3 separate regions of the Ovis aries genome follow, and regions 1 and 2 are each linked to region 3. The links are chromatin contacts, called in public Hi-C maps. All regions are on one chromosome and are shown on one strand. The core of a region is the stretch at or near the end of the contact, and the rest is flanking DNA. Distances in the headings are between cores, read along the strand shown. Region 1 overlaps ATXN7L1 (ataxin 7 like 1). Region 2 has its middle 66 kb from the start of SYPL1. Region 3 holds the start of ATXN7L1 (ataxin 7 like 1).

Region 1 (4,296 bases), core at 1,587-4,086, 230 kb before region 3:
AAGCTATAAAGAGGTTACCTTGCCTGAAAAACTGTCTGAACTTGCTGGAGTAAAATCTGACCATAAAAAATGAATGCATTCTATTTTTAAAAGAAGGTTTGGGAGCTGTAGGATGGTTGCAACAGTGGTGATGATGATGTTTGCAATAAAACCATTCTCATATCCAAGACAGATTTCCTGCTTGGCTATCAAAAGGCATCCTGCCCCTTTCTTTTGCTTTTGTCTTCTTTTCTTAAGCTTCATTTTTTAAGAAGAGAAAACTGTTAGGCCTGGAGATGTTTGCTTCTTATGAGCCCTCTCTGCCCACTGAGGAGGGTCTGGGCGCCAGGCCCCAGGCCGCCTGGTGCGAGTTCCTTCCCTTGGGCCTGGTGGAGTCAGCCCTGTGCCCAGATCCACACCAGCACTCGTGTTGGCCTGGAACTGAACAGGTTGTTTGGCTGGGGGCAGGAGCTGGCTGCCAAATGTGAAAGCGAGAGAGAAATAAGCAAAAGACCCAATGAGACAAAACCACCAAAAAATGCAAAACCAACAAACACACACAAAAAATCCCCAAACAACTTCAGATTAAGGTGCTGGCTGAAAGCCACAGTCATGCTTCTGCCAGGACGAGGGAGCCCAGCCTCACTGCGCCCAGACAGATCCAGCAGCTCGTTCAGGGATGTTACCTCCTCTGCAGAGTGACAGTGACCTTTCTCTGCAGGAAGAGAGCTGGGTGCAAGGGGCTCTGTCCACACAGAGAGGCCCCCACCCTCAAAGACAGTGCCAGGCTCTGCCTTTCTTGTGGGACAGTGGGTGAACAGGGCATGGAGAGATTTTCAGGGTAATATAACTGTGTCATTTGAATGCTTTGGGCGCAAGGTACTTTTCAGACCTAAACTTTTTAAAAGTTACAGACATAAAAGAAAACCTGAAATACGGATAAATACAAAGTAAAAAATAAAAATGACCCACAATTCTTGGGGGCACTTAGGAATTATGTTCATGCCAGGGGACACAGCTTCTCTCTCACAGGGCAGTTTTCTCTGTATGGTGGACCCTTGAATAACTTGGGTTTGGACTGTGCATGGATATTTTTCAGTAGTATATACTGCAGTACTACACGACTGGAGGTTGGTTGAACCTGTGAATACAGAGGAACCACATACACAGAAGACCTGCTAGAAATCATATGGGGATTTTCAACTGCATGGAGGGCTGGCACCCCTAATCCCTGCCTTGCTCAAGGGTCAACTATATTTTTCTTTCTTCTGGTTAACAACTAATAAATGGCCAGGGTGTGTGAAGAAGTTATAAAATTTATAGCTTTTCTTGATCTTTTGGAGAAAGTAAAACTGCCAGATTTCCTTTCACAACAAACCCAAAGCAAATACCATCCACTTGGGGGACCCAAGGGCCAACCACTGACTTAAGGACTGGCCATGTGCACCTTTCTGGGTACCTCCAGAGTGCCTACTCTGACAACCAAGTAGATTGCAGAGAGACCCCTCAGCATCCATCTGCTATGCCAGTCTAAGTGTTCCCAAGTGGGAATTCCAGTCTGCTTATGTGGGAAAGGGATCTGTAGCCCCAGACCACAGAATGAACCCGGAAACCAGTGAGACCAAAGGATGGAGATGGGCAGTCAGCACCAATGCGACTGCCCCAAGCCTGCCCTGAGCTACCGGGAGATATCACAGTGGGCTGTCCAAGTCTGCAGCCCTGAGACTTTTCAGAATCTAGGGGCGATTTATCCTGTCAGAGCAAGGACAAAGCCCTCCGAATCCACAGAGTGCTGTGGGGGTGCAGAGCTCCCTGCCTTGGGAAAACCAGGATAACTCCTACTAAGTGCTGAGCTAACTCAGCCCAGCCATCATCAATCTAGCCCGGGATTAAGAGAATCAGTTCTCCCCTGCATTTTGAGATGGGAGTTCCTGTTTGTAGGTAAACTCCGTGTTCCCCTTAAAATGAAACAGACCTGTTCAATTATAAGATCACATCACTCCCTAGTTCTGGACGCAACTCAGCTGTAGTCTGATCATGAGCCAGACTCAAAGAACACAGACACGTACCTGAAAGTCTCCTGTAAGGCTTGTTGTTGTTTTTGGTGCCGTTTTGGTGTTTCTTGTCTATGGTGGTAGACAAAATTCCTTTGCCATTTAAGATCTTCTCTGGGGAAGGTGGCACTGACTTGGACATCAAGACCGGCTTAATGACAGGTGGGGTGGAGACGGCAGAGGATGAGGTGGAGCAGGAGGGGACCGCAGGAGTGGCTGTAGAGTTCATTTTGACATTGGCACCATCTGCCTTCACTAGGTTAGGAATTTTCTCTAAACTGACTACGGGAACCGGAACACTGAAAAATAAATGAACAAACACACACACAATTGCCTTCTTTGATACATCTGGTCTGCTGAGAAGATATCCCTGCTTATCGTTATCAGGACACTTCCTTATCACTTATTTATACTCCTCCTATAAGCGAGCAGCAGGATTCCAGTTTTGATGGGAGAGAGATGCATGCCTCAGAAAAGACTGACAGCGATGTGAAGTTGGCATGGTGCCAGGGATGGCATCAGTGCTGACTGATTACCTCCTGGATCAGTTGTCCCCATAGATCCTGTCGCTCCCCCATTCCTCAGTCCCCTTTGTCAGCAGTCTCCAAGACAGCACCTTGGGCAGAACAGGGTGCCTGCTGTGAAGCTCAAGAAGCAGTACAGTCTGTCCCTGAAGACAGTGTGCCATGGAGCCGCGTGCTGAATCACGCCCCCTCCCCCGCTGCTCGGCTAGTCTCCCACCCGGGCGACCGGGCCTGACATCTGCTCAGCTCGGAGTGCTGACAGGCTCACAGTACATGGAGGCAGGGCTGTGGGCCAGCGGGCCATGCTCCGTGCTGTCAGAGGACTCCTGGATCACTCATGTCCCAGGGATGGGCTGCCATAGAACATTATCTAATATTCCATTTTAGGCAGCTAGTTATGTAAATAGGCAGTTCTCAAGGCTGGCAGGTGAGAGGATGAATCTTAAGAAGACAGAGCACAAAGGTATATGTTTGCTCTTTAGAATCTGTCACTCTAGCCCTGCCTCCCTGCCATTTCTCCTGTAATGGATATGCATTTGATTTCTGTGCATTTCACGCTGGAAGACCCTGTGTCTAGGGGGCGGTGGAGGACTCCATCTCCGGGTCTGAAAGGATGAGACGAGATGAGTAAGCTTTGCTTTGGTTCTTGAACTAGATTCCCTTTCCTCCTTGCAGGAGGGTGGAATGCAAACACTTCAGCACCCTCAAGTCATCTCTGAGCTGAGAGTGTAGCCGACTTAGCTCTCTGAATGCCAAATGGGCTAAACTAGGGCTCAGACATGCCTGCAGACAATGAAGGGCATGAAAGACATGCCGGTTTTGCAGGGGAGGAGTTTTATCTGTCCTCACGGCTGGCTGGTTCTCCCTTCTCCAAGATGCATTCACAGATCATTTCTTTGATCAATTTGTTCATGAAATTATTTCAGCAACCCCCTCAGCCCTTGTTGTTGTTGCTAGCCCTTGCCCCTTTCCTGACTTTGAAACAGGATCCCGGATGTTATTTATAGGCCTTTGCCAGTGAGAAGGCACTCAGTGGTGGAGCACACTGCCCCCAAACCTCAGACTTCACCCCAAGACCATGCGGTTTCTTGGCCTGGGGAAGTATGGGGTGGGACCTCAAGCCCCACGTAACGGGAAACTGCAATAGCAGTTTTAAGTAAGATACCAAGTTACTGACAGTTCTGTCTTTGATCAGTGTCTCAATCACTGAGATAAAGCTACACTGCCACCACTTTCTAGTTAATGGCAATTCTCAAAGCACTCATCCTATGGCTGAAGAACAGCACAAGAAGCCCTTGAAAAGTCAACACACTAAGAAGCTGCAAAAGAGATTGCCTGGTGAAATTAGGGTTGCACCTGACTTCTTCTAAATGGTAAAATACGCAATGCTATGGGATACTAAATTCTTCCAGGCTCGTTCCTTCAAAGGTACAAATTACAGAAAGCAAGGTGGTGAAGAGGAATTTGTACACCATGATCTAGGCAGCATTATTCATAATGGCCAAAAGGTGGAAGCAACCTTAATGTCCACTGATGGATGAATGGATAAACAAAATGCGGTAGATACATAGAGCGGAATGCTATTCAGCCTTAGAAAGGAAGGAAATTCTGACACGTGGGTGAAGGTTGATGACAGTATGCTAAATGAAATAAGCAAGTCAAAAAGATTACTAACTCCATGATTCCAACTGTACAAGGCGCCTAGAGCTCAGGTTCATGGAGACTGAAAGCAGGATGGT
Region 2 (4,388 bases), core at 1,622-4,121, 160 kb after region 3:
CTTTGAGCCAAAGTGCTTTCAAAAAACCAAAGGTTCGTAGCTAGGAGGCCCACCTCTGACCAGCCACACATATGGAGTACTGCAAGCTCTAGCATTAACTCACCGTGTGATTTTTCAGCAAATTGAAAAATACTAGGCTGCCTCCCTTCTTAGTTAAAAAAAAAAAAATCCATAACTAGTAGGCTTGACAATGGGAAGGGATCTGGTGAGAAGGGTGGGCTGCACCAGAGCGCCCCCTACTTCAACACGGAGTTTCCCCTGGCCTGACGTTGACTCTGGTTGGGCTAAGATATTAAACCAGGGGGGCACCCTCTCCCCCTGGACTGACTGCTTCAAGGTCTAGAACACCATCAGTAAAGTCTAATTCCTTGTTGTATCTGAAGTTGCCTTAGTAGCTCATTTCTCCAAAGTTGTGGGGTCTTTGTTCATTGTGTATTTAATTCACCAACCAAGGACTCTTTCCACCTTGGCTGCCAAACAGTATCTCAAGTCAAAAGTGGCCTCTGGTCTACGTGGACAAACCAAGGTGACTTATTCCCACACTGGAGGAGATGTGGCTTAGTGGTTAAGGGCATGCACTCTGATATTGGATATACTTGAGGTCAAACATTTGTGACCTTGAGTAAGTCATTTAACATTTTTGTGCTCCGTTTCCTACCCTGTAAGATGGGGATGACGATGCTGTAAGTCTGCCCCATGGAGAAGTGTGCGAGTTAAACAAGATCTTGCACGTGTAAGCGGTAAACACCCTGCTGTTTTTGTTTTTTGTTTTTCCAGCTAAGTGGGATTTTCCAAGGAGACACCAGAACTTCCCCTAGAAACCTTCTGGGGCTGTCTGCACTTTGAAGCTCTTCTAGGTAAAGGTGGCAGAAACATCATACATCATAGCAGCCACTACAGGGTTCTCCTCACAGCTCTGTTTCTCCTGCCTCCCTGGGGGCAATATCATGGGTTCCATAGAAGATGGCCAAACGTGACAGCCAACTTGGAACCTGCCAGTCTGGACTGGGGCCCCTCACTGTGCGGGAAGTGTGTTGACCACCGGTGGCGTGAGTGACCCACCACTCTTCAGTTGGGGGTTCCTTTTAGGTGCACTGCTGCTCGATGTCACTGTGCACAGGACTTCAGAGCAGGGGACAGACATGGGGGAGGGGCCCCCACCTCGCCTGCCTCCTGGTCTGTGAGAGTCACGTGGCTCTGAGAAAGTGGCTCAACCGGACAGGCCCCCGGGTCCTGGCTCCCAGAAACCTAATCCGGGCTCAGCCAGGCTTTTGTTAAATCGCTGATCTTAGAGTCTGGCAAATCCATTAAGAACAGTATCTGGGAGGATTTCTGGACCAAACAGGGCTCCCAGAATCATCGTCCCTGGAAAGGCTGGTGTGTCCAGCGCTTTGCAGTTTGCAGGGCTTTGATGCCCCTCGGGCCAGTCACAGAACAATTCTAGGGTGGGGGGAAGAGTTTAGAGGAGAGAAAATTCCCTGTGGAGTTTTAAATCTGTGAATAGCTTTGAGGTCAGCTGCTTCAACCCCTTTGCCATGTAGATGAGGAGAGGAAAGTCCAGAGAGGGCTAGGTGACTACAGCAAGCAGGGCCAGGCTCAGTCTGGGAGCTCTGTCTCTCTCCCACATCCAGCTGCACCTGATGCTGGGAACCCTTGCCTGACTGGGAAGACAGACACCCGGAAAGCCCATGCCCAGCTTGTGGCTGCTTTGTGCCTGAGCCCAGGTTGCATGTGGCTTCCCTGACTGCTCAGCGGGTAAAGAATCTGCCTGCAATTCAGGAGTGAAGGAGATGTGGGTTCTATCCCTGGGTCGGGAAGATTCCCTGGAGGAGGAAAATGGTAACCCACTCCAATATTGTTGCCTGAAAAAATCCCATGAACAGAGGAGCCTGGAAGGCTATAGTCCATGGGGTTTCAAAGAGTCAGATACAACTGAGCAAAACACACAGACACACAGACACACACACACACACACACACACACACACACACACACACACACCAGGGTCCATCACAACACAGCTTCAGCAACAGTCCTTTGTAGGGGAGAGGGGACAAAGCCAGCCCAGCTGATTGCTCCAGCTTTTAGCTGCCCTCAAGAACCTCCACGAGTCTTCTCAAGTCTTAGACACGGAATGTCAGACTTTAGGCGAGAATTTTTCAACCCGAGGATGAGTCAACCCGGAGCATTCCCTAGCCTGTCCTGCTTTTCCAGGAATCTCCTAAAGTGCTGGAACTTAGGGTGGAACTTGAAAGATCAATCCCTGCTTTTAATCCATCACTTCTGTTGAGGACAGATGATTTTTTCAGCACTGGACTGGTCGGTACCACTCGAGGGCAGGGGCGTCCCTTCTTTACTGAAGAACCCCAGGGTCCTTAGCATACAGAGGAAGGGAGAGGGTGGGGGGAGGAGGAAACTTTACAGAGAGGGCTGGGTGCCATTTACACTTTCAATTCCCTCAGATAGGTGGCTGGAGCACTCTCCTGGGTGCCAGAGGCTGGCTGTGCCTGCGGTCTGTCTGGGTGGAGAGGCTGAGGTTGCCCATACAAGCACATTTCCTCAGAAACACATCTGCTCAACCGCATGAAAAACAGCAACTCTGCTGACTTATTTAGCGTCCATTAAGTTCATATTCAAATGAACATGCGGGAAGGAAAGGGGCGGCGTTACTACAGTGCAGAGGCTGGGAGAGGCATTTAAAATGTATGAAGATCTGTGCACCAGATGTTTGTTTCACCTCAAGAAAATAAAATGATAGAACAACACAGAATGAAATGTCACAACCAAATCTCTGTGAGAGCAGCAAGGGAAAGCTGCTCTGTCTCCTGCTCTGGCTTCTCCCGGTCTACTCCAAGTGCACATTGCAAAGACTGGCGTGAGTCCAGTCACAGAGTCTCAGCTCTTGGTGTGAACGGCAGTTACAGCTGAGGCCATCAGTACACACGCAAGACTATCTGAACTCTTGCACGACACAGACTCTTTGCACACGAAGGGTCTCAGCCAGCTGGCTGGTGTTCAGTGGGCTGTGCCAGAGGCAGACATGAATGCTAATGAGTGTGCAGCTGCCCGCAGGTCACAGTGCAAAGGGCGGGAGCCCTGGAATGAGTCCCTGGAAGCTCTCCCTGCATTATGGCGTTAGTCAGCTAGCTGGTACCAAGCCTCCTCTCCCAGCAGGAGGGGCTACACCCAAGCTCATGTTCATGCAGACTGAGGCTTCCTCTCTACCACCGCCTCCCAGGAGGCATCACAACGCTCCGGGTAATGCCTGCACATCTCCTCTGCCTGGAGCCCAGGAGCATGTGTCTTCCTTCAGTGACTTGGTGAACCCTGTGAGCCCATTCACCCTGATACCAGGAATGATAACAGGATGGGGGAATGTGACAATGTCTGCCTGTGTCTTGGGGCTCTCCTTTGGCTTCTTGACCTTTCCCTCTCCCCAGTTTTCCTTAACTCATGTTATGGGATTTCCTCAAATCCAGTTTCTGAGGGCAGGAATTCAGATAGGACCCATGTGGCAGGACCACAGGATGAGGGATCTAGTCACTCCTCAGAGCTACCTCCACCACACTTAGAACCACAAGAGCCTAGTGACAAGGAGCAGCACTTTTAATGCCATCACAAGCCTGGAGGCACAAAGCCAAAGGGCAGGAGTCTCCAAGGAGCCGTGGGGAGGAATTTCTTTGAGTGGTGACCACACAAGGGAAGGAGTTGTGGCTGCTTAGGGTGATGCTCCTGAGATAGTCCTCTTCATCTGTCTCTCTGACAAGCCCAGCCTTGCTTAACCTCAACACCCAGCATATCACTGCCTGCTTTATGACTCTTAGTCTCCCAGAAATGGACAATTCTACAGGGTTGCTTGGATTTTTCTGAAGTCTTTGAGATAACTAGATGGCCCTGTCTTCAGGTGAGCTCATGGCCCTGGGAAAATAAGCTATTTCAAACCCTAAAAGATGATGCTGTGAAAGTGCTGCACTCAATATGCCAGCAAATTTGGAAAACTCAGCAGTGGCCACAGGACTGGAAAATGTCAGTTTCCATTCAAATCCCAAAGAAGGGCAATACCTAAGAATAATCAAAGTACTGTACAATTGCACTCATTTGACATGCTAGCAAAACAATGCTCAAAATTCTCCAACCTAGGCTTCAACAGTATGTGAACCAAAAATTTCAGATGTTTAAGCTGGATTTAGAAAAGGCAGAGGAACCAAAGATCAAATTGCCAACATCTGTTGAGTCATAGAAAAAGCAAGAGAATTCCAGAAAAAACATCTACTTCTGCTTCACTGACTATGCTAAAGCCTTTGACTACATGGATCGCAACAAACTGTGGAATATTCTTAAAAAGATGGGAATACCAGACCACCTTACCTGCCTCCTGAGAAACCTGT
Region 3 (4,298 bases), core at 1,175-3,674:
GAATCTGAAAATAAGGGTCTTCTGAAATAGAAGCTTGGGGGAGGGTGCAGAATATTTTTGTGTGTTATAGTCATAATCTATCAACCAGGCCTAAGAGGTGCCAATTCTGGGCCATACCATGACCATTATTCAACTTTAAAGGTTTTCACAAGCTCATCTTTTCTGGAAACCTCTTCATTGCCACTGGTCTGATAACTGAGTCCCATAAGTTTTTTAAAGGTGTCAAGAGTTTGTCTGTGAAGAAAAACAATTTCCAGTGATACTTCCCAATGCCAACACACATGCACACTGAGCACAAATAAGCTGCCACTTGTAAGAAGGCCACTTGACATCATTCCCTTGTGCATCCTAAAGACACATGTCAAGATCACACTAAGATATTTAGAGGCAAACATCTTTAGAATACGGTTTCGTTTCCAATCAAAGTGCTTAATTAGCAGAAACATTATGCTAGAGAGCTGTCCTTGAATATGCATGCATTTTTAACCTCCATGTCATTTTTTTTCTGAAGCACAAATTCTCCTCTCACTGGATGGTCAGGAAACAATTAGGCACAGAAAACCAACTGTCTGAGGTGTGATCCACAAAACAAGTTCCATCTTTCCAAGCAGGTTTCCGCTGCCGATCAGGGTGACATCGCGTTTTATGAGGGAAACCATCCTTTGGCATCTAATGGCCTTTTTCTCCATTCATTTTGGATGAGCCAGACTCCTATGGCCTAGTTATGGCTGAACACTTTCCACACTTTCCGCCAACCTCTTCTGCACCCCTGCACTTCCTCCTACCTCCAATTTCAGTCCAACACATTTACAAGACACCAGTTGGTAAATCACAATTCAACTGAACCCATCCATTCGTTCAAGAGAAGTGGTCTCTGGAGTTGCTCCATGTGAAGCCCATAGGCCACAGCTACATATGGTAGACTTGCAAACATGAACAGGCCATAATTTATTTATGATGACCATGTGTGTTTGATGCCCAGTTCCAGCAGGCTGTGGCTTCACTCACCTGCCTCTGTCTGGGATGACCTAGCTACTCACTGTGTTCCATTTTAGGTACTGTATTTCCACGCTGGGGAAACAGAGAGGGGTGACCGGCTGAAGGCTATATACACAGATGCCCCTGCTCACCACATTAGAATCTGTGACCAAATGTAAAGTGGGCCAAATGTAACTTGCTGCAAAGGTTTGCCATGTACCACGGTTTTTAGTGGAGAAGTAGCTGCTGGGATGACTGACCACGTGGGGTTCATTAAACTGTTGTGTATTTACCCACAAGGAAGGCTGGGATACTTGTGAGTGGAGCCCTGCTCCTCATTTCAACAATTTCCACCCCCCACCATTTGGCAATAATGCTCCAAAGGCGAATAGCAGATATGTATCAGAAGGTCCAAATGTGGACTCCAGCTGAAGTGCAGGAAACTTCTGCCTTCAATAGTCTCGACCCCTCTACCCCCCAGTTGCATTTGTACTTTGAAAGAAGTTACCATGAAGCAGTAGTCACCTGGGCGTGCTCAATTTTTGACAAGCCTTAGTCACTCTGTACCCAGCAGAACAATTCACATTATAGTCGAAATCCTGTGAAGATTCTGCCACACATGCTAACACTAAAATGCCAGTAGCTCCACTTACCTTCTTTATTAAGCCTCATAACCTCCCTGCTTTTTCCACCCTCTTTTCCAGCCTCTTCTAAATCTACATCTGCAGATGAAAAAGAAAAGGAAAAAAGAAAATAAGGAAAAAAAGAGAAAAAAAAGGGGGGGAGGCAAAGTCAAGGGGGGAAGGGAGAGTGTTTATTTGCAAACAGATCGATATAAATACTGGATATGAAAATCTTTCAAAAATTGACAATGCAACATTTTCTCCCAAGTCCGGATTTCCATCTACCTGGCCCATATAGGTACCAAAAAAAAAAAAAAAACTATGCAAGCAGCAACAGAGTAGCCTTTTAAACGGATACACCGTGGGGCTGTGAAAGCCCACCCCGCGGGCTGCCACGGGGAGAGGGCACAGACAGACAGACAGACAGACAGCCCTGGCAGCAGGGCCTCTCTCTGTGCACTGATGATCTGTCTCTGTGTGTATTTATTTAGAGAGAGGGAGAAGCATGGAGGACACCGGGGGCCACTCTCTCTCCACACACACACTTTTTCCCAGTGGCTCTAGGTGAATGGAAAGGTTACAGGGTAATAAAAGGAGGAGGAGGCGGTGGGGTTCTTACTGTCGGAGCAGTGTAATTTGGCGGCGTCGATCCAGGAGGACCAGGGTTTGCCCAGAAACGCCTCCGGACTGGGCACTTTGCGATCCAGTGTCGCCATTGCTCTTCCTTCTTGTTGCTTTTTCCCTGTTCCTTCGGCAGCAGCAGCCGAGAGACACGGGATTCGAGAACGCTCCGACGTCATCTTCGGAACGTTCCGACATTGAGTGTTCTGAAAGGGGGAGGGAGGGAGGGAGGGATGGGAGGAGGGAGGCGGAGGAGGAGGAGAGAGCAAGGAGGAGGAGCCGGCGTTCAGCGCCCTGCCGGGCTCGGCTCGGCTCTCGGCATCCGCGGCCGCCAGGGGCAGCAGAGAGGCGCCCCGAGGCCCGGCGCCTGCACGCCTGCCGCCAGCACGCCCGCCGCCGGGGGCGGGGCTGAGCGCTGGGACCAGAGGATGCAGCGCGGGGCGTGAGGATGCTGCGGCTCCGCCGGCATCCGGCGCCCGCTAGCCCGGGTCCTAGGGGCCAGACATGCGAGAGGGGGTTGAGGGCGACCTGGGAGAGGCGCGACCTGGGGCCGTGGGAGGGGTGGTCTTCCCCGCAGAGTTGCGCTCCAGGACGGAAAGTTTTTGCGTGCGGCCCTTCCAGCGCGCCCTGCCCTCGCCAGTCCTGTCGCCCACGGTGAGGCGCCCCCGAGAGGATCCCTGCGGCTTAGTGGAGAGGGGCCGAGCAACGCCCCTTCCCCGACGACCACCTCAAGGGAGGAGACCCCGGTGACCTCTCCTCCCAGCCACCACTCCCTCCACCTTTTCTTCTCTTGCTCGGTGGACCTTGGGTGGTGGAGGATTCTGCGGATGCCTTTTGGGAGCTGAGAGCAATGGGTATATGGAAGTGGTTCTAAAAAACAGGTGAGTTTGGAGCTAGAGGAGCTGCCTTCCCATCTCAGGCTGCGGGGCGTTGCAAAGCTCAAAACTCGGGGCCCCGCAATGCGAGTCTCCGTCTCTCAGAGAACCACTGTGCACACTTTGCTCCACATCCACGGTAGTGGGAGTGCGGACTCACCCACTCTCCGAAGATGCTGCTTAGCGGACCAAGCCCCTGGAGCCGTTTCCAGCGCTTCCTCCTTTGAGATGAGGGTCGCCTGGATTAGCGCAGGCAATCAGGGATCTGATTCTTGGGAGAATTCACTTGAGGCTTAACTGCTCTGGCCAGCTATTAATAGAGAGGAAGCGTTAAATTTCTTCTGGATTTTGGACATTTGATGCTTTCATTGAGATTCCCACCACTTCCTCCCTCCTCCCCCAGGGGTTGGCAGCAAAGGTGTTAAAAGGTTTTCTGGTATCTCTCATTAAAAAAATTTTTTTTCATTTTCTGGGAATTACCTAAAATATATAGACTCTACCCCACAATCGACATATTTCCCTCTTTTCCCCCGGCACCCTTTTAGTTCTCACAGACTATTTCTGCCCCGTGACTGAAGCTCAGGGATTTGAAGTTTCTTTGTCATGAAGTCTGCTCTGGCTCTGTCATCTAATGTCCCTGCACTTGGCATCCTGTACGTCAAAGCCAGGATCAGGATGGGCGATGAAGGAGGAGCTTCCGGTTGATCTTCAGTTGTGATGTTTGTGTGAATGGGCTTGTTTTTGGTCAGACCCGAATAAATTTCATTTGCCTTTGCTCTCTTTGGAAGTGTTCCTACATAGGAACCGCTAAATGGCTAAGGTGTCACGGAGTGGAGATTCTCATTTGAAGGACTGAGAGTGTTAGTAGATATTTTTTTTTTACTTACTGATCTCATATGTCAGACACCGTGCTCAACATTTCCATCCATCCATACATCTTTTCAATAATTATTGCTTGTCATGGACTACCATCCCGAGCAGAGAAGGACAAGTGAGACCCAGGCTAGTTCTGGTGATGATGCAAACTGATGGTCTCTGTGGAAGAAGGAAGGTGTGAAACTTACCAGCTTCTTGGAAAAACAAGCCATGTACACAGTGACTGGCCAGGTCAGTGAGTGGTGTGGCCTCTCAGAGCGGTACCTGTCTGTGGGAGGAACTGAACTCTAGTTTGGAGTGATCAGAAAATGTGTCACAGAGAAGA

Evidence for each region. A called contact is a pair of places that touch in the nucleus more often than the background predicts.
Region 1: a contact with region 3 is called in a Hi-C map of muscle, with 4 times the contacts expected there. The contact joins the enhancer-like site here to the promoter of ATXN7L1 in region 3. A contact is called at or near these places in 3 of 16 Hi-C or Micro-C datasets (muscle, skin fibroblasts and tail adipose tissue).
Region 2: a contact with region 3 is called in a Hi-C map of blood, with 2.2 times the contacts expected there. The contact joins the enhancer-like site here to the promoter of ATXN7L1 in region 3. A contact is called at or near these places in 5 of 16 Hi-C or Micro-C datasets (blood, hypothalamus, muscle and 2 more).

The regions. Positions count from the first base shown.
Region 1 is chr4:48,236,760-48,241,055 of ARS-UI_Ramb_v3.0, forward strand. ATXN7L1 (ataxin 7 like 1) reads right to left here. Exons shown (of 11, transcript XM_060415001.1): 4 at 2,049-2,332. Among named protein-coding and RNA genes, the nearest start is that of EFCAB10, 47 kb to the left of the region's middle. Within about 2 kb of position 2,837, at least 12 of the 54 cell types and tissues checked have an H3K27ac peak or open chromatin away from gene starts, as enhancers often do. A contact at or near this core is called in muscle, where this site is marked.
Region 2 is chr4:48,625,545-48,629,932 of ARS-UI_Ramb_v3.0, forward strand. No RefSeq gene overlaps it. Among named protein-coding and RNA genes, the nearest start is that of SYPL1, 66 kb to the right of the region's middle. Within about 2 kb of position 2,872, at least 16 of the 54 cell types and tissues checked have an H3K27ac peak or open chromatin away from gene starts, as enhancers often do. A contact at or near this core is called in hypothalamus, where this site is marked.
Region 3 is chr4:48,465,643-48,469,940 of ARS-UI_Ramb_v3.0, forward strand. It overlaps ATXN7L1 (ataxin 7 like 1), which reads right to left and starts at 2,425. Exons shown (of 11, transcript XM_060415001.1): 1 at 2,221-2,425; 2 at 1,632-1,700. The coding sequence starts at 2,401. It overlaps LOC132659732 (a long non-coding RNA gene), which reads left to right and starts at 2,618. Exons shown (of 2, transcript XR_009600478.1): 1 at 2,618-4,298.